7 separate regions of the Mus musculus genome follow, and all the other regions are linked to region 6. Evidence: chromatin contacts called from public HiCAR-type, HiChIP or PLAC-seq and promoter capture Hi-C data. All regions are on one chromosome and are shown on one strand. Each heading gives the region's core, a stretch centred on a gene start, on an enhancer-like site or on the middle of the called end of the contact. The rest is flanking DNA. Distances are from core to core; before and after follow the strand shown.

Evidence for each region. Promoter capture Hi-C pulls out the DNA fragments that hold promoters and counts their contacts. HiCAR-type assays count read pairs that join an accessible place to other places. HiChIP or PLAC-seq counts read pairs in DNA pulled down with a chosen protein or histone mark.
Region 1: a promoter capture Hi-C map of liver shows a contact between it and region 6, with 2.3 times the contacts expected there. The contact joins the promoter of Il17re here to the promoter of Rpl32 in region 6. A contact is called at or near these places in 2 of 39 promoter capture datasets (cranial neural crest and liver).
Region 2: an H3K27ac HiChIP or PLAC-seq map of embryonic stem cells shows a contact between it and region 6, with 15 times the contacts expected there. The contact joins the promoter of Thumpd3 here to the promoter of Rpl32 in region 6. A contact is called at or near these places in 1 of 484 Hi-C or Micro-C datasets (embryonic stem cells) and 1 of 115 datasets of contacts at active chromatin or transcription factors (embryonic stem cells).
Region 3: a promoter capture Hi-C map of the C10 cell line shows a contact between it and region 6, with 7 times the contacts expected there. The contact joins the promoter of Bms1 here to the promoter of Rpl32 in region 6. A contact is called at or near these places in 3 of 39 promoter capture datasets (the C10 cell line, liver and pre-B cells) and 1 of 115 datasets of contacts at active chromatin or transcription factors (astrocytes).
Region 4: an H3K27ac HiChIP or PLAC-seq map of embryonic stem cells shows a contact between it and region 6, with 8 times the contacts expected there. The contact joins the promoter of Cidec here to the promoter of Rpl32 in region 6. A contact is called at or near these places in 1 of 39 promoter capture datasets (the 3T3-L1 cell line) and 1 of 115 datasets of contacts at active chromatin or transcription factors (embryonic stem cells).
Region 5: a contact with region 6 is called in a HiCAR-type map of astrocytes, with 6 times the contacts expected there. The contact joins the promoter of Zfp9 here to the promoter of Rpl32 in region 6. A contact is called at or near these places in 3 of 39 promoter capture datasets (hippocampal neurons and liver) and 1 of 115 datasets of contacts at active chromatin or transcription factors (astrocytes).
Region 7: a promoter capture Hi-C map of pre-B cells shows a contact between it and region 6, with 4 times the contacts expected there. The contact joins the promoter of Tada3 here to the promoter of Rpl32 in region 6. A contact is called at or near these places in 2 of 39 promoter capture datasets (embryonic stem cells and pre-B cells) and 4 of 115 datasets of contacts at active chromatin or transcription factors (astrocytes, double positive thymocytes, embryonic stem cells and 1 more).

Annotation. Positions count from the first base shown.
Region 1 is chr6:113,457,513-113,460,235 of GRCm38.p6, reverse strand. Il17re (interleukin 17 receptor E) reads right to left here and starts at 1,465. Exons shown (of 15, transcript NM_145826.6): 1 at 1,210-1,465; 2 at 861-876. The coding sequence starts at 1,341.
Region 2 is chr6:113,044,979-113,047,678 of GRCm38.p6, reverse strand. Thumpd3 (THUMP domain containing 3) reads right to left here and starts at 1,377. Exons shown (of 10, transcript NM_008188.3): 1 at 1,289-1,377; 2 at 1-264. The coding sequence starts at 232. Gm43868 (predicted gene, 43868) reads left to right here and starts at 1,508. Exons shown (of 1, transcript NR_164179.1): 1 at 1,508-2,700.
Region 3 is chr6:118,418,145-118,420,844 of GRCm38.p6, reverse strand. Bms1 (BMS1, ribosome biogenesis factor) reads left to right here and starts at 1,428. Exons shown (of 23, transcript NM_194339.1): 1 at 1,428-1,557; 2 at 2,228-2,436. The coding sequence starts at 2,261.
Region 4 is chr6:113,434,415-113,437,114 of GRCm38.p6, reverse strand. Cidec (cell death-inducing DFFA-like effector c) reads left to right here and starts at 1,355. Exons shown (of 6, transcript NM_001301295.1): 1 at 1,355-1,401; 2 at 2,603-2,680. The coding sequence starts at 2,628. Gm52871 (a long non-coding RNA gene) reads right to left here and starts at 2,610. Exons shown (of 2, transcript XR_003956347.1): 1 at 1,985-2,610; 2 at 1-84.
Region 5 is chr6:118,477,896-118,480,595 of GRCm38.p6, reverse strand. It overlaps Zfp9 (zinc finger protein 9), which reads left to right and starts at 1,323. Exons shown (of 6, transcript NM_011763.2): 1 at 1,323-1,390.
Region 6 is chr6:115,807,277-115,810,024 of GRCm38.p6, reverse strand. Rpl32 (ribosomal protein L32) reads left to right here and starts at 1,282. Exons shown (of 4, transcript NM_172086.2): 1 at 1,282-1,327; 2 at 2,123-2,223. The coding sequence starts at 2,128. It overlaps Snora7a (small nucleolar RNA, H/ACA box 7A), which reads left to right and starts at 1,922; the gene lies at 1,922-2,050.
Region 7 is chr6:113,376,395-113,379,202 of GRCm38.p6, reverse strand. It overlaps Tada3 (transcriptional adaptor 3), which reads left to right and starts at 1,365. Exons shown (of 10, transcript NM_001372392.1): 1 at 1,365-1,887; 2 at 2,258-2,311. The coding sequence starts at 2,306. It overlaps Arpc4 (actin related protein 2/3 complex, subunit 4), which reads right to left and starts at 1,090. Exons shown (of 6, transcript NM_026552.3): 1 at 995-1,090. The coding sequence starts at 997.

The DNA of each region.
Region 1 (2,723 bases), core at 216-2,715, 2.3 Mb after region 6:
CAGGTACTTACCCTTCAACTGTCCCTAATCCATACCTCCACTGGGAATGGCTCAAAGCTGCTCTTCCTACCTGAAGAATGAGACACCAGACACAAACCAGAAACCAGACACAAACAGCAAGACCAGTGCCAAGGCTTTGTGGCTAGGACAGTAGGGCAGGGGGTTTGAGCAAAACTTCCTGTGTCAGAGAAAGGAAAGTCAGCATAGAGACACATGGCTGTAAGCCCATTGCTTAGGCTGAGACAGGAGGATTAAAGGATGGAAGCTTTGGTATTACATAGTGAGACCCTGTCTCAAAACAAAAACAAAAAGAGAAACAGTTGGGTCTAAGGAGGTCCCTCTTACCTCCTTCCAACTGAATTTAGGGCTGAGCTTTGATAAATCTTTTGAGTATGATCTTGAGAAAGTTATTAGACCCAGGTGCCAGACTGCTCATTCATCAAGAGTCTTAAGTAATGCAATGCATCTGGGAAAGCTTGGTAAAGTTGAATGTATCATAAAGTATAAAAGAGTATTGTTCCTGATAGAGTGAGGGGCCAGTGATAGGAAGAGCCACTTGGGTGGATGCCTGGAGATTAACCATGTTGCTCATTTTATCTTCCCCATTGGCAGGAAGCAACACGGCCCTCATCTTCTAGTCATTTCTCCTCCACTCTGGTGCTCAGAAGCCAAGGTCAGATAGAGGAGTGAAGAGCTCTGCCTAAGGATTTATAGAATCTGAGGAATCTAGACTAGTCCTGCACTTTCTTACTGATAGCAGACTCCTTGGGTTGGGAACCAAAACTGCCAAGGATGGCTCTCTGGGTCCTGGACCACTGGGGAGCCCAGGGAAGAGGAGCAGGACAGGAAATAAGACTTACCAGCAAAACGTTTATCCTGAAGATACAGGGCCCAGAAGGGAAAAGAAAGGAGAGAGGAGTCATTAGAAGGGAGTCGCATAAGGTGCATTCTCCCTGCACTCTGCATCCAACCATCTGGGTCTGAGACCCTCAGCTCAGTCCATCCATCCAGCTGTTTTTCTCTCAGTCCCACCCTGCCTAGGACCTCTGCTCACCAGAACCTTAGCCATCCCTTCAAGACCACATAGAGGACACACTGAGGCTGCCACTAAGAGCCCAGGATTTCAGAGGTAGGAAAGGGCAGGCAAGAGAAAGAGGGGTTCTAGTCTGTGCCAAGCAAGTGCCCCTTCACTTGGCAGCAGGACCTTACCACACGGTAGGCCAGGAGACAGTGGCTGGTCCAACTCCGCAGGCAGGGGCAGGCAACCCGAGCAGACACAGCGAGGCCGATGAGCAGTAGCGGGAGAGACAGGAGCAAGGCTGCCAGTCTGGGGCTCCCCATGAGCTTCTGTAGGATCCGGGCGCAGAGACCATGTCTTTCCTGTCTGCAAGAGGGCAGCAGGGCCTGGCCCTGGAGCTGTGAGAAGCACACAGTACCAGCAGGCGCTCTCACCTAACCCTGCCCTAGATCCACCCTGCCCCGAAGCTCCTCCTTGATCCTAACCAGCAGGCTTGGTCACATTCCTTCTCCTGAGCCAGGGCACTGAGGAACACTTGCTTGCTCTGTAAAAAGCCTTACTGCCCTGGAGTCACAGGAGGCTCTTGGTGTGGCACAGTTAACAGGAAAGGGACCTGCACCTTGTTGTGGAGGTGCACCCATTTCTTAACCCCTCCTGCACCTCAAATACTGCCGATCTGACACACATATTACATTAGTATACTCTGCCACAGACAGTTCCACATCCTTCTCTTTGAGAAATGAACAGTTACTCTCCATTTGTCTACGCTGAATGCTGACGATAAAGAAGTGGTTGGGGCATCATTTGCTGAAGTCAAAAATGAGTAAACATTATAAAACACAAATAAGCCTCCTGCGTACCCCACATGCACTTGGGCTCCCCACCCGGCTGTCTTCCCACTAAAGCCCAGCCTTCTCTCTGTGCCCACTAGCCCTTTCCAGCTGTCAAAGTGCTCTCCATCTTTGAAGACCAACTAAATGATACGGCTTGTTCAGGAAGCCCCAGAGCTGACAGCCGAGCTCTGGAGCAGAGGGAGCAGCCCCACGCACTGACCTGGTTTCCTGTGGTTTCCGGTGCAGGAAAAAGGCTGACACGGCTCCAGGCTTTGTGGGGACCCTCCCCATCCCCATCATCTTACAGTTTCCTCTTACCATGGAGCACTTGAGCTGCAGCAGCCCTCTCCTTCCTTGGCAATGCCCGAGGGGAGGAAAGTTCAGGGCATGTCCATGGGGGCCTCTCTCTCTCTCTCTCTCTCTCTCTCTCTCTCTCACACACACACACACACACACACACACACACAAACACACACACACCCTCAGGACAGGGTTTCTCTGTGTAGTTCTGGCTGTCCTGGAACTCACTCTATAGACCAGGCTGGCCTTGAACTTAGAAATCCATCTTTGCCTCCCAAGTGCGGTGTTGGGTCTAAAGGCACACACCACCATTGTCCTCCTTGTCTCTGTTTTAAAATTAAATTTTTTTAAAAACTTAGGTGTGCGTGTGTGTCATGGTGGGCATTTAGGTGGGCAGGTGTGCTTGTCCATGCAGGTTCATGCGGAGGCCAGAGGCTGACACCAGAGGCAGTCCTAAATCTACTGGCTCATATCTGCAGCCTCCAATTTACCTATTACTCTGAAAGTCTCCTCTTGCTTTTGCATTCATGAAATGAATTGGTCCCTGCTTGGTGTCCGACTTGTTTTGAGAC
Region 2 (2,700 bases), core at 128-2,627, 2.8 Mb after region 6:
CAAAATAGATCTTTCCGCGGTCTTTGCTGATTCTGCAGGCCGACTTCAGTTTCTCTCTCACTTCCCCCGCAGCCGTTTGTTCAAAGCCAGTGGGTACAGTGGCTCCAATAGTGACTTGGAGATGCTCCGACTCACTTCTGACGCCGCTTTCTACCAGCGACACAGGCTCTTTGTTGCCATCAAGGTTCATACCCAGGCACTCTCTGGTAGCTTCTTGAGTGTCACAAGACATGATGGAGATGTTTCTAAAAGGACCAACAGTCTCTAGAGGCAATACAGGGAAGAAAAAGGGAAACAATGCCATCTCTTTTTGTATTTCAATGTACCTATCGAGTTAAAACTGTAGTATAAATAAGGGCACGGATTACAGGCAGTGAAACGTGACTAAACAAGCAATATGCAGGCTCATCAGGAGAAAAGACAAGAGTGTTTCCACTGCATGCAGTGCTTGGCTTAGGCTCATCTGTGTTGGTAAGCACCATCTTACATTTGCTAACATGAATAGAGAAGCTCCTCTGTTGCTCTTTCAGCTTAGCACTTCAGGATGTGAGGCTGTAGTGGTTCAGAGTTAAAAATTCTTGCTTCCCACACTCGCGGGTCCAGGAAGCAAGTTACTCCTGCCTAGTTTCGAACTGGAAACTAAATATATCTCTCTTTCCCAAAGACAGAAGATTTTAACGAGAACAACACAATTCTGGACTAATGATCAAAACTTTTAATGTATGGGTGAGGTATCTACTTTCCGCCATGTAGACAAGTGGGCAGTGAATTTATTAAAGATTAACTCAACTTCCACTATCTAAACAATTACAAATATCTGAAAGCCTACTATGTGGTGACGCCGAGATCCAATGACGCGCATGCTGGGGACACCTTGGAAATGTCTGAAGCTAGTAATACAGACGTCCTGTGGGAGTGTTTGTGGAGGTTGAAGGGGCTGGAGTGGTGTTACCGTGATGGAGGGCCCACACCTCCCACCAGCTTTTCAAAAGCGCCGTGGCTTAAGCTAACATCTTCCTTGTCCCTAATGCTGTGCCAACCAAGAACAGGCCACAGAGGTGAACGCGGTTCCACCGTGTCACCGTTCGCCACTGTGAACACAACTCCTACGGACAGTGTGGAGAGCAGAAGGGCTGTTCGGACCGAAGGGCAGTGGCTCTCTCACTCCCACCCTCTGCGAAGCCCAGCGAGAGTCCAGACGCTCAGCCCCAGCACCGACCTATACGAAGCCACCGCCGTCTTCCCCTGCGTCCCACCCACCCGGCCACTCCCAGCCGCGGCCAGTTACCGGCAGCAAGCACAGACCCTTCCGGTCTCCGCACCGCGAGCACGCCGCCGGAAGCCGAGGTGCCAGCCCGGAAACGGAAGTCAGGCCTCGGAGGGCACGGTGCTCCCACGCTCCGGGGTAGGCGGGGGAGTGTGCGCGGAGAGCTGTGCGCAGTTGGGTGCACTCTGACCCGGAAGAGGAAGAACGGCCGGTAGGCCGGTCACCTGCCCGGAGGGAACCACTGCGGAGGGCGCTCTCCTAGCGAGCGGATGCTCGGTTGTTCTACTTCCTCTGCCCTCAGTGTCGAGCACTGGGGTGAGACTGGGACTTGATTCCAGTCTTAAAGCCAGAGAAACCGAGGCTAAAGAGATTCTTCTCCCCCATTCCCGTCTTGCACAACACTCTTTACTTGGAATTTCTTTTTGAGATTGGAGTCTCACTATGTAGCCCTGACTGGCCTGCTCGTTTTGTCGATCGTTCTGTCCTGGAAATCACAGATATCCGCTGTCTCTGCCTCCGGGATGCTAGGACTACAGGTGTGCGCCACCATACCCGGCTTGGATTCTGCAGGGACCGGCAAGCTGTGCTGTAACTAGAGTATAGCCCCTAGCCTAGCCTGCGGTTTTCAGATCATGTTTCTCTATATATGCCAAAGGTTACATTTCCTATATTTTAGTTACATGTATTTCCTGTGTGTGTGGAGGGAGCTTGTGTGCCACACCTGAGGTCAGAGGACAACTTGGCAGAAGTTGCTTCTCTTCCACCACGTGGGTTCCAGTGATCCAGCTCAGCTAATCAGGATGGGTAGCAAGAGCCTTTACCCTCTAAGACGTCTCACCAGCCCCAAATGTAACATTTTAAAAGAGGAAACTTAGAACTCAACAGAAAGAGACAGCCGGATTTTGGGGGGGGGGGGGGAGCGATGGTGGAGAGATGGCTCAGTGATTAAGGCTTGCTTTTCCAGAGAATTCAAATTTGGTACCCAGCACCCACCCACCTCTGGCCGCTCTCAATACCTGTAACTTCAGGGGCTCTGACAGCCAAGTCTGGCTCCAAGGGCATTATGACACTGCATTGCAATCTCTCTCTCTGCCTCTCCCCTCATCCTCACCAATAAATAAATAAATAAATAATAAAAATTGTTTAAAGTTTCAGTGGTGGCAGCAGCAGCTGAGGCATGGAGCCACACTGTCCTTGTCAGCACGGACAATGAGAAAGGTAAAAACCGGATCCTTGCCTTGGATGCATCAAAGAGTTTAGGAGCAGCCAGTATCGTAGAAAGCGGCGTTGTAGTTTAGTAAAAAATAAAAAAGGGGTCTGACAAACGGCCCAGCATGTAAAAGGTGTCTGCCATCAAGCCTGGCCATCTGCATTCTATCCCCAGGACCCACACTGTGGAAGGAGAGAACAAACTCCATGGGTTGCCCCCTGAC
Region 3 (2,700 bases), core at 179-2,678, 2.6 Mb before region 6:
AAATCTGATTGGCTTATAGGTATGACTGGAGGGCTGGACTTGATTATTAATTGATTTAGGATAGCCAGGCCCACTATGGGTACCACCATTCCCTGGGCAAGTGATACTGTGCTATGTAAGAAAATAAGGCAAGCATAAGCCTAATGAGTGAGTTAGCAAGCACTATGGTGTCTGCCCTGAGTTCTTCCAGCGTTGGACTGTATGAGAAATTTCTCATAGGCCTCATTTGGTGGTTCAGCTAGGGGGATAGTTGCCAGGCAGGATGACCCTGTCACAGGTTGGGACTGAGGGCTGTTTGACTTGTTCAATAGACACCTCTGTCAGCCATTTGTCCTCAGTTTGCGATCTTACATTCCAATCCTTTTGTTGATGATAAAGGGCAATGTAGTCTTTTCTATAACTACTTCCTGCAGAAATTGGGGCGTTGCTCTGGAATGTGCAGAAAGGCTAGAATGATGGTCACTGGAATGATAGTCAAAGGATGGGGAGAGAGAAATAGGAGGGCCAACCTCACAAACTATCATTTGCTAAACCTTTGATTTTGTTTCATAATTTCCATATGAACCTTTAGAGCTGTTTTGTGTTGGTGTGCTATTAAAAGGTACAAAATGGGAGACTTTGAGGCAACTGAACCCATGTTCTTGGCTCATTGAGGTGAGAGCTGTGTTTTGCATGAACATGCTATTTTGTGGGAACCTGAATCCGTATTCCCAGGCCGCAGTCACTCTTATTTGGCGCAAGGAAAAAACCCTACTTCTTATTCTCCTTGAGATGAGCTCAGTTTTGAGTCCAGCATAACTGTAGCAAATAACCGGGACTGGGGGTTTGAGGGCTATTCCCCAGGACTGGACTGAGTCCTGGGGATGCAAGGCTGAGCACAGAGACACAAGACACACGACACACATAGCCACACATGCACACAAAATGGCAAGCTAAGACGTTTTCTGAAGAAAACGCCCTCTCCAGGAGCACAGAGGAGCACCCTGCCCTCAGCCCGTCGGTCCTGGCACAAGAGGGCAGCAGAGCGCTGAAAACCCGTGAGGACAGCTCTGGCAGCGGTGACAGGGAGCGGTAGCCTAGCGGATGGGGCGGCGGAATTCACAGCTTTCAAGTTGGGACTGGCGATGACTCGGGCGTCCTTCCAGCGTTCCTCTGCTACTCAAATAAGCGGGCCAGGGCCCAGCGCCGCGCGGATCCTCTGAAGCCAGGTCGCGCTGGCTGAGAGCCCGACTCTCAGAGTGGCTGGGACCCGAAGGAGAGGGCAGTCCGTGCGAAATCTGAAAGTGCGCTTGCGCAACCCTCAGCCAACCCAGAGCTTACTTCCGGCTTTCCCCTGAAAGTCGTCCGTCCACGGGTTCCTTTTTTTCCCCTCTTCTTTGCTCGTTTCCCTCCGACGGGTACAAGCAGAAGGACAGTTTCCGCTTCCGGCGTCGTGCTTGCGGGCTGGAGCGGTTGCTGCCGTGAGTCCGAGTGCTTTCGCGAGCCCCGTCGGCTTCCCGGTTCGGTCGGTCCTCGACCTCCCGACAGGCTGCTCCCAGGCTGCGTCTGGGCTGGAAGGCAAGTTTCTCGGCCGCCGGAGAGGTGCTCCCGGGAGTGTGGAGGGCGTGGGTTCGTGCAGTGCTGGATGGGGAGCGGGTCACTCGAGCAGGGAGGGCTCCTGCCCAGCTCGGCTGCGTGTTCTTCTCCCAGCAAAAATAGATCACCGGGAGGGGAAAATGTGCTTCCTCCAGGAGCTGAGAGGCGAGTCTGCTCAGCACTGTTCGGATGTCTTAAACTTGTATGTTTGTTTTCGTTTTAAGTTAAAAGGACACTTCAGCCTAAGCTACCTAGAATAGTAGGCACTAGTCACGTGCGACTAAGTTTAAAATTAATTTAAACTTAAGATAGTTTTCAGTTTCCGAAGGTACGCTTGAAATTCTCTGTAACCACGTGTAGTTCACAAGGCTTCTGTACTGAGAACAGCAGGTAGGATGTATTTCTGTCATTACAAAAAATGAGCACTGTCGAAATGGCTTCAACATAAAACATAAGAAGGATAGTGTTGGTGCTGCTAACTCTTATACTTTATGGCGTAAGAAAGGGACGTGAATTTGAAGATACTGGCTAAACATTTTCTACCTCCATTCAATGAACAAATACATCAGCACTTAAGTAAATTAAATTACTGCCCTCCTGTGTTACCCTGATTATAATTGATTACCACCACCGTCCTCCCTGTTCCGTGTAGGTAAGACTTATTTGTAGTAGATAAATAGCCACCATGGAGACCAAGGACCACAAGAAACATAGGAAGAAGCACAGTGGGCCTAAAGCTGAGAAGAAAAAGAAACGGCACCTGCAAGACCTACAGCTTGGAGATGAAGAGGATGCCCGGAAGAGAAACCCCAAAGCTTTCGCAGTGCAGTCAGCTGTGCGGATGGCGAGGTCCTTTCACAGGTGTGTTTACCTGGGGTTAGTGGGTCTTCCCTTAAGTACTGGGAGCCTCTCCCAGATGGCATTTGCCTTGTGAGTCTTAACTCAGGTCTGAAGGACGTAGGCATGCCATAGTAGGCATGCCGTATGGCTTTTCCTAAAATGTCAGAGCTCTGTCAAAGAAACATTTTCCCTCTAACACCTGCCCTTTGCCTTTCCCCACTTTTTTCTTTGTTTTCTTTCTTTCTGTCCTTCTTTCTTTCTTGTCCAAGAAGAAGAATTTACACA
Region 4 (2,700 bases), core at 106-2,605, 2.4 Mb after region 6:
AGTCCCGGCTCTCTGGTGTATAGTGTTTTACACCATATGCATGCAGTGTCCACGGAGGCCTGACGAGGTGACAGATCCCTGGAACTAGAGTTACAAACAATTGTGAGTCGCCATATGGGTGTTGGTAATAGAAACTGGGTCCTCTATGGAGGTATCCAGTGCTTTTGACCACTGAGACAGATCTCCAACCCCTGGAATAATGTTTTTGTAGAGATTTTGATGTAGACATGTGTGTGTGTGTGTGTGTGTGTGTGTGTGTGTGTGTGTTGACTCAATGGGTCATCTTGCTGGCCTAAATTTTATTTTTCTTAGTAGTAGTATCTGTAACAAATGATTATAGATTTTATACTCTTTTTTTTTTTTTTGAGACTTTATAGCTCAGGCTTGTCTTGAATTAGAGATTATCTTTCTGTCTCTTGAGTCATATATTTCATTATACCCAACTTTTGTGATTTCCCACCCCCTTTTTCATGCCAGGTTGCCACTCTGTAGCCCAGGCTAGCTTCATCTATAGCAGTCTTCCTGTCTTGGCTTCCCAAGTGCTGGGGTTGTAGGCATTACAGGCATGAGCTACCTCTCTTAACAAGATATTTTTATTTTGATATTACACATTTCACCTTGTCATAATTGCTGATTTTATTTATTACATATAGCATATTAGCAACAACAATCACTTTTATCCACTGAGCACCTAAGTTACAAATGTTTTTCTATTTTTATTTGTATTAGTTTTTGTTTTGTTTTGTTTTTTTTTCAAGACAGGGTTTCTCTGTGTAGCCCTGGCTGTTCTGGAACTCACTCTGTAGATCGGGCTGGCTTCAAACTCAGAAATCTGCCTGCTTCTGCCTCCCAAGTGCTGGGATTAAAGGCATGCACCACCACTGCCCAGCACAAATGTTTATTATGTGTGTTTTTGGGTTGTGAGACAGGGCCAACTCTATAGCATGAGAGTTTTCAACTCATGGCCCTTCTCACGCCACAGCCTACCAAGTATCATGATGACAGCTCTGAGCCACCATACCTGACTTCAACATGAACGTTACTCCTGACACAGAGGGGAGAACAAAAGGCAGCTCGTGTGAGCACAGACAGCCTGTGTGGGGGCGGAACTCAGACCATAAGCCACATCCATTGCTTCTGTGCCCTCTTGCCTAGTGCCATGGGCAGTACCTCTTCTAAAGCTTTCGAAACATGCCTTCTTCCCCGTTTCAGGGCCTTCTGGAAGCCAGTCTGACTTAAAATCCCTAGGGGAAAGTTTCGAACTCATTCCCCATGCTCTTTTCCCCAGCTGGGGCTGGGGGCTAGGGGAGTGGCTTCACAGGAGACAGAAATAAAATGGAGGGAAGCCTGGGCTGTGCCTGGCCACGCGGTATTGCCAGGAGGCTGGGAGGTGAGGGGGAGGTGAGGAGCTGGGGTATATGGCTACTAGAGAGCAGATGGTGGGGGATTGCCGTGGTGGGTATATAAGGGACATGGTTGGAACAAGTATGCTTGGGTAGTGTTGGGTTGTGGTGAGGGGACTCTATAGGGGTGACCCAAGGAGAACCTGCGTTAATCAGAATCGAAGAGTACTTTGACTGCTTTGTCATGGCTGAGGTCGCAGTTCTGTCCCCTGCCCACTCCTGGGTTCTTCTCTGCTCCTTGTGCTAAGGGCTGAAAACAGAGGCATCAAGGACACAGGAGCTTCAGAGACATGGACAGGGGGTGGGCAGGATGGAGGGTCCTTCTGCCAGTTATTGGGGAAGGTTTTCCTGAGGCGGCAACGGGGAACCTGGGACTTCTAGGTGGCCTGTGTGGAGTCCTGAGTATGACACAAGCTGTACCACAGGTAAAGAGACTGGCTGTGCAGGGCCTTACAGCCCCAGCAGGCAAGAACCAGAGAACAGCACTACAGGGAGGAAAACAGGCATGTGAGCCCAATACCACCCCAACCAGAGCTGGGATGCCCAGACTGATACCTTGAGTTACAAACCATAGTAGTTACCTAAATTAGTTAAGGCTCCATAGAAGTGCAGAGTCAGCTCCTTTGTCACATCAGTCATGTTGCCAAGGGCTCAGTGTGGGTAGCAGCTATGGTACTGGAGAGCACAAACCTAGATGGTCTTCAGTAGAAACGTTCTCTTGGCCAGCACTAAACCTCAGGAGGGCTCTATTGCTCAAGGGCCCATGGGGCAAAGCAGGCTCCACCGTCTGGCTGCCCGTGGAGTTTCTGGACTATAGGTGACTTTCAGGTCCCTCACAGCACCAGGAGGTGTGACTCACCTCCTGCCAGCGTGAAGCGGACTCTGTCCCCTGAGACAGGGACAAATCAGTGCGGGCCTCTTTAGCACTGACTTCAGCTTCTCCACTCAGTGTGACCACAGCTTGGGTCGGAGAAACAATGGAGTGAGTGAGGCTGAGGCTGGGGAGCAGCTGGGGAGTGGGTGGGGGTGGTGGACGCTGGCTCAGTCGTAGTTACTGTGGACTCCGGGGAAATGGGTGGTCAGATGAGAGACTGGGGCAGAGGGTTGCTGCGTGGCGGTTGGGGCGCATTGGGTCAAAGAAAGAAAGAGAAGGACCCCTCCCTTCTCGCTAACCAGATAAGCTTCTGCCTGTGTTCTAGGTCCAACACAATCCAACTGACAAGGATGGACTACGCCATGAAGTCTCTCAGCCTCCTGTACCCCAGGTCGCTGTCCAGGTGAGGGGAGCCAGGAACAG
Region 5 (2,700 bases), core at 74-2,573, 2.7 Mb before region 6:
CCAGGGGTTCATTTCCCAGTGCCACATTATGGCTCACGACTGATCGTCACTCCAGTTCCAAGGGATCAGATGCCCCCTTCTGGCTTCATCATGCATGTCTCCCACATGATACACAGACATGCAGGCCCAAACCCATATACACAAAATAAAACAGCCCCGGGAAGCAGCTTGCACGTTGGAAAAGGAAATTTGGGGTGCCCTAAGTCTATGTTCCAGGACCATCATTATGTTCAGTTCACAATAACCCCTTAGAGTTATCCCCTTAGAGGCAAGAGCTGTGTTTCTGTGCCAACAATACCTTTATCCTGAACCTTGCAGGCTGTTTGGTCCCCTTGTCTCTTAAGTTGGCCTTTTGAGGACCAGTCAATGAGTCTGAGTCCTTATGGCTGCCCGGGGCTCAGTCGTTGATCTTAAAAGCTCTGGCACCATATATGCTATATGTATACATTTATGTGTAAAAATTGTAACTTTCGTATGAAGAATGTAATATTTCCATATTTCTAAGGTTAGTACAGTGCGGACTAAAGTTATGGCCAAGGACATATACAAGTTGTTTTACATATTCAGGACATCGTTCTTAGTGAGAGGATAAGAATGGCATTCTGCATCGGTAGGATACAACTTTAAAAATTTGGCCAGGGGGAGGCGGGGACTAACATGTAGGGCACTTTACTTGGTGTATTCTTTTGGTTTATATATACTGTACATATTTTTTTAGTTTCTCGCGTTTCGTGTTATCGTTTACATAGTTTTGAAAGGTAGTAATCCTAAGACAAAATTGCAAGCTCCTTGGATGTAAACTTCAAGTATTTAAGCTACCCCACCGTACACACTGCGCACCCTCTGACGGCCTTCTGTCTAACTCCGCAGGGTGCCCATTGCTTGTTCAATCATCCCCTTAAAGATCAGGCCTTAGGGAAGCAGCGCAGCGCTCAACAGTGAGGTACTCAGAGCCAAACTTCATAACGTGATCACACACGGAGTCATCGCGGAGGCTTCTGGAAAGCGTAGTCCAGAAAGGAGGGCCGTTAGGCGCATGGGCAGAGCCCTCGCCTGTCAGCTGAGGAACTTTTGTCCTTCGTCTTGCGGGGGACACCGAGCCCCGCGGCATCCCCCGATTTGAGGGGTTCTCCGATTGCGGCGGGCGGGCGGGCGAGCGAGCACGCGATCCTGTGGGGCGGCGGCGGGAGGAGCGCGCTGGGCGGGCTGAGGAGGGGAGGGGAGGGGAGGGAAGGGGAGGGGAGAGGAGGGGACATCAGCGGGAGGCAGGCGGGTCTGAGCCACCGCCCGGGTGACGTGGCACCCACTCGCCTTGTCCTCCCGCCACGTCGGCGTCCTCCCGCTTCTCAGCCATCCCCGGGCATCTGCAGCGGAGGCCGCTGTCACCGAGGTGAGAATCGCTCAGGGCGCACGGAGCAGGGCAGTCTTGCAGAGTGCTGTGGAACAAGCAGGGCGGGCTGCTGCTTTTCCAGCAGAGCCAGGTCCTTTCATCTGGGCCCCTCAAAGCTGTTCACAGAGGCTGTTTGGTTTACCCAGTACCTGCGGGTGGTCGTAATCCTCTATTGTTTAACTCTGCCGGGCTTGTCTCTTCCACGCAGTCCTGTCTGCGTCTGCTTTCCGTGCAGCCGCTGAGGACACAGCCTTGAAGCATACTTGATCATACCTGGAGTCTTCTATTCCTAAAACTCCTCCAGCCTCCTCTGGATCCCTTAGTGTGAGAGATTAATTAAGGCTCTCCCTCCCCATATCCCTCAGCTATCCTTTGTTAGACTGTTGAACAGTTATTTGGAAGTACAGTATTGCTTTTTAAAAAAAGGTCTTTCAGTATTAAATTTTCCTGAGAATCTGGGAATTATATACACTCACCCTCTAAGGGAATAGAAGTAAAACAGATTGGGGGTGGGGTGTCGATCTGGCCTTGGAGCTCCAGACTAGTTTGGAGCTGTTGAAACTCCTGCCTCAGCCTCCAGGATGCTGGGTTTACAGGTGTGTGCCACCCCGTCCAGCAGAGACAGATCTAAAAGATGAGAACTGTTGTTCATTTGTGTTCTCTGTTACGAAGGAGATTTCCTAAGGCTGATGATTGGCGCATTTGTATCTGGCCTTATACATTAGGCCTTTGGTATGCACCCGGCTGACTGGAATTAAGCATTTGGTTTTTTGTTTGTTTGTTTTTGTTTTTAATCTATATACACGATATACCTTTTTAGGGAATATGGTACTAAAACTGTTGTCTAATTAATTAATGACTTTATTTATGTATTTATTTGAAATAATGTCTCACTATGTAGTCCAAGCTGGTCTAGCTCTCGTTCTATAGCTTAAACCAGCCTTAATCTTGCTATCTGCCTGCCTCGGCCTTTACAGTGCTGGGGCTAGAAGTGTGCCTCACTCCATGTGGCTTCAAATTGCTATTTTTGAAGGTAATTTTGTTTCAAAGCTTCATTTGTTTCAAAGCTAGATTTGGCAGCCATGCAACAGTTCATTAAGATGTAATTTAATTTCACCCCACCCCCCTGTTTCAGCCTGTTTTGAGAGGCCAGTCAATTACAGGGATCTAAACCTGTTGTGTGGCTGTCAAGGCTTGACCGGAGGCTGCACAGAGGGTTATTCACCATGATTTAATTCCTTTCACTTTAAGAATAATAGCATTGAAACTAAGTCCCAATGCCGGTAGCAGACATAGCAACAGAACCAAAA
Region 6 (2,748 bases), core at 33-2,532:
TTACACAGAGAAACCCTGTCTTAAAACAAAACAAAACAAAACAAAGGGTGGGACTGGGGTGGGGCCTGGAGAGATGGCTCAGCAGTTAAGAACACTGATTGCTCTTCCAGAGGTCCTGGGTTCAATTCCTAACCACATGGTGACTCACAACCATCTGTAATGGGATCTGATGCCCTCTTCTGGTGTGTCTGAAGACAGCTACAGTGTGCTCATATACATAAATCTTTAAAAAATGAGATTTATTCTATGTGATTGAGTGTTTTGCCTGCATGTATGAGTATGTACCACATGCATGTAGCGCCTACAGAAAAGGGCATCTGATCCCCTAGGGCTGGTGTTAACAAGGTTGTGAAGCAACGCTTGGTTCCTGGGAACTAAATGCCAGTCCTCTGAAAGAGCAACAGTGCTCCACCAAGCCACCTCCCCAGCTCAGGTTTGGTTTTATTTCCTCCTAAGATTATAGAGTTTTCACAATGATCTGTAAAACAAAAGATAAGCAAAATAGACTAAACTCGACCTACCTCTGCTTCCCAAGTGCTGTTATTAAAAAATGTGCACCACCACACCCAGCCAATAGACTATTTTCTTAGCAATATTATCAACCTATCACTTTTTTTTTTCCGAAACAGGGTTTCTCTGTGTAGCTCTGGCTGTCCTGGAACCCTCTCTGTAGCTCAGGCTGGCCTCGAACTCAGAAACCCGCCTGCCTCTGCCTCCCAAGTGCGGGGATTAAAGGCATGAGCCACCACCGCCCGGCTAACCCATCACTTATTAATACATTAGGTACATACCATAAGTAGAGAAGATTTAAACATACAGAAGTCGCGAGGAGGCTCAGTAGCACTTCATAAGCAGGGGTTTGCACATCTGTATATTAGGAAGTTTTAGGACATTTGCTCAACCAACCGCCTAAGGATCTTCGAAGAGTCTCTGTTTTGCTACCTCCCAGCCTCAAGGAGGCACCCTCGGGAACCAACAATTTAAAAAGCTATTGGGCTTCCACTTAGGGCGGAAATAAATGCCCACCTAGCAGGTCTTAGCTCAAAAAAAAACAAAAAACCCAAATTTCTTAAGTAGTCCCAAGAGAAAAATAAATTTTAGTTCACTCTAAGATGTTAATGTCTACTACAGAACACTAGTCCACTAGGGTTTTTTTCAGTATCATTTCTCAGGCACATCTTAGTTTTCTTTAGAGGACCCAGAGCCGGAAGTGCTTCCCTTTTCTCTGCCAGGACCTAAGACTCCGTCCCATCATACCTTGCGCGCCGCCGCCGCCTCTTCCTTCTTCCTCGGCGCTGCCTACGAGGTGGCTGCCATCTGTTTTACGGTGAGTCTGTATCGGCGGCCATCCGCCGCCCGCGGCTTCGACGGGACCCCGTCTCCGGGTGGGGAGGCCTCGGCGGCGGCCTCCGCACCAGCGTGGTAGTGGCGAGCGCGCGCGGGCCTGGCCACTGGCGCTGCTCCGGAGTCTGCCCGGGGGCCGGCATCGGCCAGGGCGGGCTTGCTGCCATGCGGCCCGAGAGTTTCGGACGGCACCCGCCGCTTTCTGCTTAGCTTGTTAGCAGCCTTTTTCTGCGGCGAATCCGAAATCTTAAGTCAGGGAGCTGCCGCCGCTCGCCAGTGAGCAGAAATGCTTTCTGAAGCGCAAGCCCGGCGGAGCAGGTTGTCTGCGCGGGGAGCAGAGAAGGCACCCTTTGGTTGGTGCTCTGAGACGACCGGGAGGGACAGACGGACTGGTGGCGTGTTAGGAGTGCATGGTGGCTTTGCGTATTTAAGGGCGCAACACTTCAAACATAACGAAGCTTAGTGGAGCGGGATTTGCCGCTCCTTCGCCACCAGAGAGACCTGGCTGGGGTTCTGTAAGATCGGTTGCGGTTCTTTGAGGTTCGGAGTGGGTGAGATGAACCACTGACCTCTTGGGATCGCGTCTGGAGAGTAGCTAGTATTCTTCCAGCTTCGGAAGCAAGAGGGAGAGCAAGCCTAGCAGAGGTACCCATTCCATTCCCAGTTTGCTCGGTAGCTGGTGATTGGAAGACACTCTGCAACATTACTCACTGAAGGCCTGAGACGCAGCCCCACCTCCCAGTTTCTTTACTAACTTGGGTCTGACTTTTGTCAAAAGGCATCATGGCTGCCCTCCGGCCTCTGGTGAAGCCCAAGATCGTCAAAAAGAGGACCAAGAAGTTCATCAGGCACCAGTCAGACCGATATGTGAAAATTAAGGTATGTGGTTCTGGGGTGGGGGTTAAGACCTGAGCACACATTTCTCGTTATCGCTTGTCTCTGCATTTTAAAAAGTTCATTTTAAAGATGACACTTTGTTTTATATTTATGCGTTTGAAGGGCAGGGAGAATCACTTTAAGGAGTTGATTCTCTCCTTCCTGTCTTGTGGGTCCAGGTCAGATTTAGTTTGTCTGACAGCAGGCACTTTTAAGTCATCTCTGCACCCTGACCCTGTATTTTAAAGATCTTTGGGGTTTTGTCTGCACACCAGGCACATGCATGCATGGAATTGAACCTCTGGAAGAGCAGCCAGTGCTCTCAACTGCTAAGACCTCTCTCTGGGCCTGCAGATCACCTGTTGGCTGGATGGGCATGCACACCCAGCAGTTCAGCAGTTAACTGATCCCTCCTCCCTACTTAATTGCAATGGAAGATGATGTTGAAATTCCAGTGCAAGTGCTAGGGATGGAGCCCAGGGCCCTGTGCATGCCAGGCAGACACTGCTAACTGAGCTACACCTCGGC
Region 7 (2,808 bases), core at 116-2,615, 2.4 Mb after region 6:
TTTCTCTACCTCGATTGTGGCTACCTGATTATTTTGTCAAGGTTCATTGAAAGAAAACTAAATTTTAGATGACCAGCCCTGTGATAGTTACCCTTTAGTGGCTTGAAGAAATTGTACAATAAACTTGAATGCTTAAAAACGCAAAGTCAAAACTCAGTCAGCAGGAAATGGCTTTCACGCTAAGGAATGAAACCAGTTAGGACTAACACTGGAGCAAGCTTTAAAAAGTGACTTTTGAAAAAGAGGGTCTAATTTCAAAGTCTCTTCCCTGAGAGCATTCCCGGGCGTGCAACAAGCAGTCCAGCCTTTAGAACTCAGGTCGTCAAGGGCTGACCAGAGAAAGTAGTGGGAAGCCTGGGACCTTTCGGAGAACAACTGCACGGAGCACCCACAGATCCCAAACCCGAGCATGAAAGAGGAGGACCAGCGGCCATCAACATTTACACACGTTAAGGTCAACACGGTTCTGCACATCTAGGAAGGAGTCTGAATGCAGGCAAGCAACACAGAACCTTCATTGGGAGCTGGAAGGCAAGGCTTCCAGGAAGCGCCAAGAAGTAAGAAGATGAAGTGGACACTTGCCTCGAGGTCCCGTGAGACCGCGAAGGCAGGCAGGGACAGGGGGTTGTACTTAGCCAACCTCTACCGTGGACGGAGAGGAGGCCCCGCAGAGCGGTCCTACCTCAGCTGCAAGCCACCACCACGGGCTTCGCAGCCCGGTCTCCTGCCCCCTCCGAACATCGGGGAGAGGTCATTCTAGCCCGGGATTCCCAACCTGGAAGCTTCCGGGCCTGCTCTTGCTCAGAGAGCCTCCTGGCTCGCCCCTTCCTCCTCGCCTCGGCCCTCGCCCCACCCTTTGCCTCTCCATCCTCCCCGTGCCTCCTCATCCCGGGGCAACCTCGGGCCGCAAGCCCTAGCGGCAAGCAGCATCTCCCCCAGACCCACAGCCTCTACAGGCAAAACACAGGGAGGACCCCAACCCCTGGTCTCTCACCATCGCGGGCGCTGTCTGGGCCGGAAAGCGGAAGTGCGGAAGTGCCCGGACCCGCGACGCCTGCCCTTTCGAGAGAGGCGCAGCCGCAGTCTCCGACAGCACTTCCGGGCTGGACCATCTCGGGTAGGACCGGGGAGGGAGAGCCGAGAGATATTCAGATCTCCGGGGCGATTTCACACTGGGACCTCTGGGACTTGTAGAAGACCTGCTATGAGACAGTAGCGGTCGAGTCCCCTTGGATCGCTACACATATTCCGCCAGCGCCTTTAGTGCTTGTCGCTTTGGTTGTAGCCTCCCCCCGTGTGACAATAGTACAGCCCGACCTCAGGTTGGGCACCAAATTAGGACAGGCCGAACCGGAGAAACGTTTCTTCCGGTGGTGCTCCCCTATCCTCTCCGGGCTCCTCCCATTTGCAACCGTAGGGTTCGGCCGGGTAGCCAGTCCCTTGAGATTTGGGCTCTGGGCCCCACCCCAGCCCCGGGCTGCTTCCTAGCCCGGGACTCCTCAGGCCTAGCATTCCACCTCCCGGAGATTCGTAGGTGGCCTTAGACCCCCACCCCCACCCCGGCCCTACAGGCCACCTTGGGCTGGCCGTCCCCGCCCTCGCGTCAACTGCAGGGGGCCCGCCCATAGCCAGTTCCGGAGCAGTTGCTCCGATCGCCCTGAACTCCCCGCCCCCTCCTGCGGCCCAGGGCCTGTAGGAGGCCGCAGAGAGGAGGTAGGAGAGGCGGGGGTTGTGTTAGGGGCTCCCTAGAGGACGAGGACCCTGGAGGCGGGATCTTGGGGCGACACACAGGTGGAGCCAGCCATTAAGCAGTCCCACTTCTGTGCCAGGCACTGAACTGGGCACTTGACGAGCATCACCTCTTAATCCTCAGAACATTCCAGGGAGGTAGGTAATTCTCGATGCCCCCATTTTACAGATTTATACTTCTTAATGGGGAAATAGACTGAGGCATCATCTTTTGTCCTGGAAAAAAGAAAAACAAACAAACAAACAAACAAAAACCGGAGATTCAGGTTAAATAACATGTTTAGAAACGCACATAAGAAAATGGGCTGGAACTTAGTTCTGTTCACCTGACCAGCCTGTGTTCCAAACTAGCCAGGGACACAGAGAAGGTGCAGAGGTGGAATGGAGTGAGACAAGAGGAGGCAGGGAGAACCCTGTCAAATAGAATGCTAGAAACGACCCAACGTAGGGAAACAGAGGACATAGGAAGACAGGGCACACTAGTATCTCCTCTTCCTTAATGCTGCAGATTCCAGACTTCTGCGGTTCAAATTGCAACTAGGAGGCCGGCCTAATCATGCAGGTTTGTACACCTAGTGACTTGGGAGGCTAAAGCAGGTGGATCATAAGTTCAAGGCCTGGAATTCATGAAAGGGGGGGGGGGCTGGATGTAACTGTAACATAATTAAGTTTGGAGAATTTGTGCCTAGAATGAACAAGCGCTTGTATAAATCAGGTGTGGTACATGCCTAAAATTCCATCTCTTGGGAGGTGGAGACAAAACCTTGGCTACATAGCTAGTTTGAGACCAACCTGAGTGCATATCTTTATCCCAGCACTCAGAGGCAGGTGCTTTCTGGGGTGGGGGTCGGGAGGGGGAGCTCTATGAATCCTGATCTATGTAGCAAATGAGTATCAGGCCACTCAAGACTACATAATGAGATTTTTGTCTCCCCCACCCCAAAATGGGGGTGAGGTAGGGTCTGGAGATGTGTGAGACCCTTCAGTGCTACCAAAACAAAAAAAGACAATAAATTGCAGTTAGGAGTCTAGGCATGTGTACATACTCTTCTGGAGTCT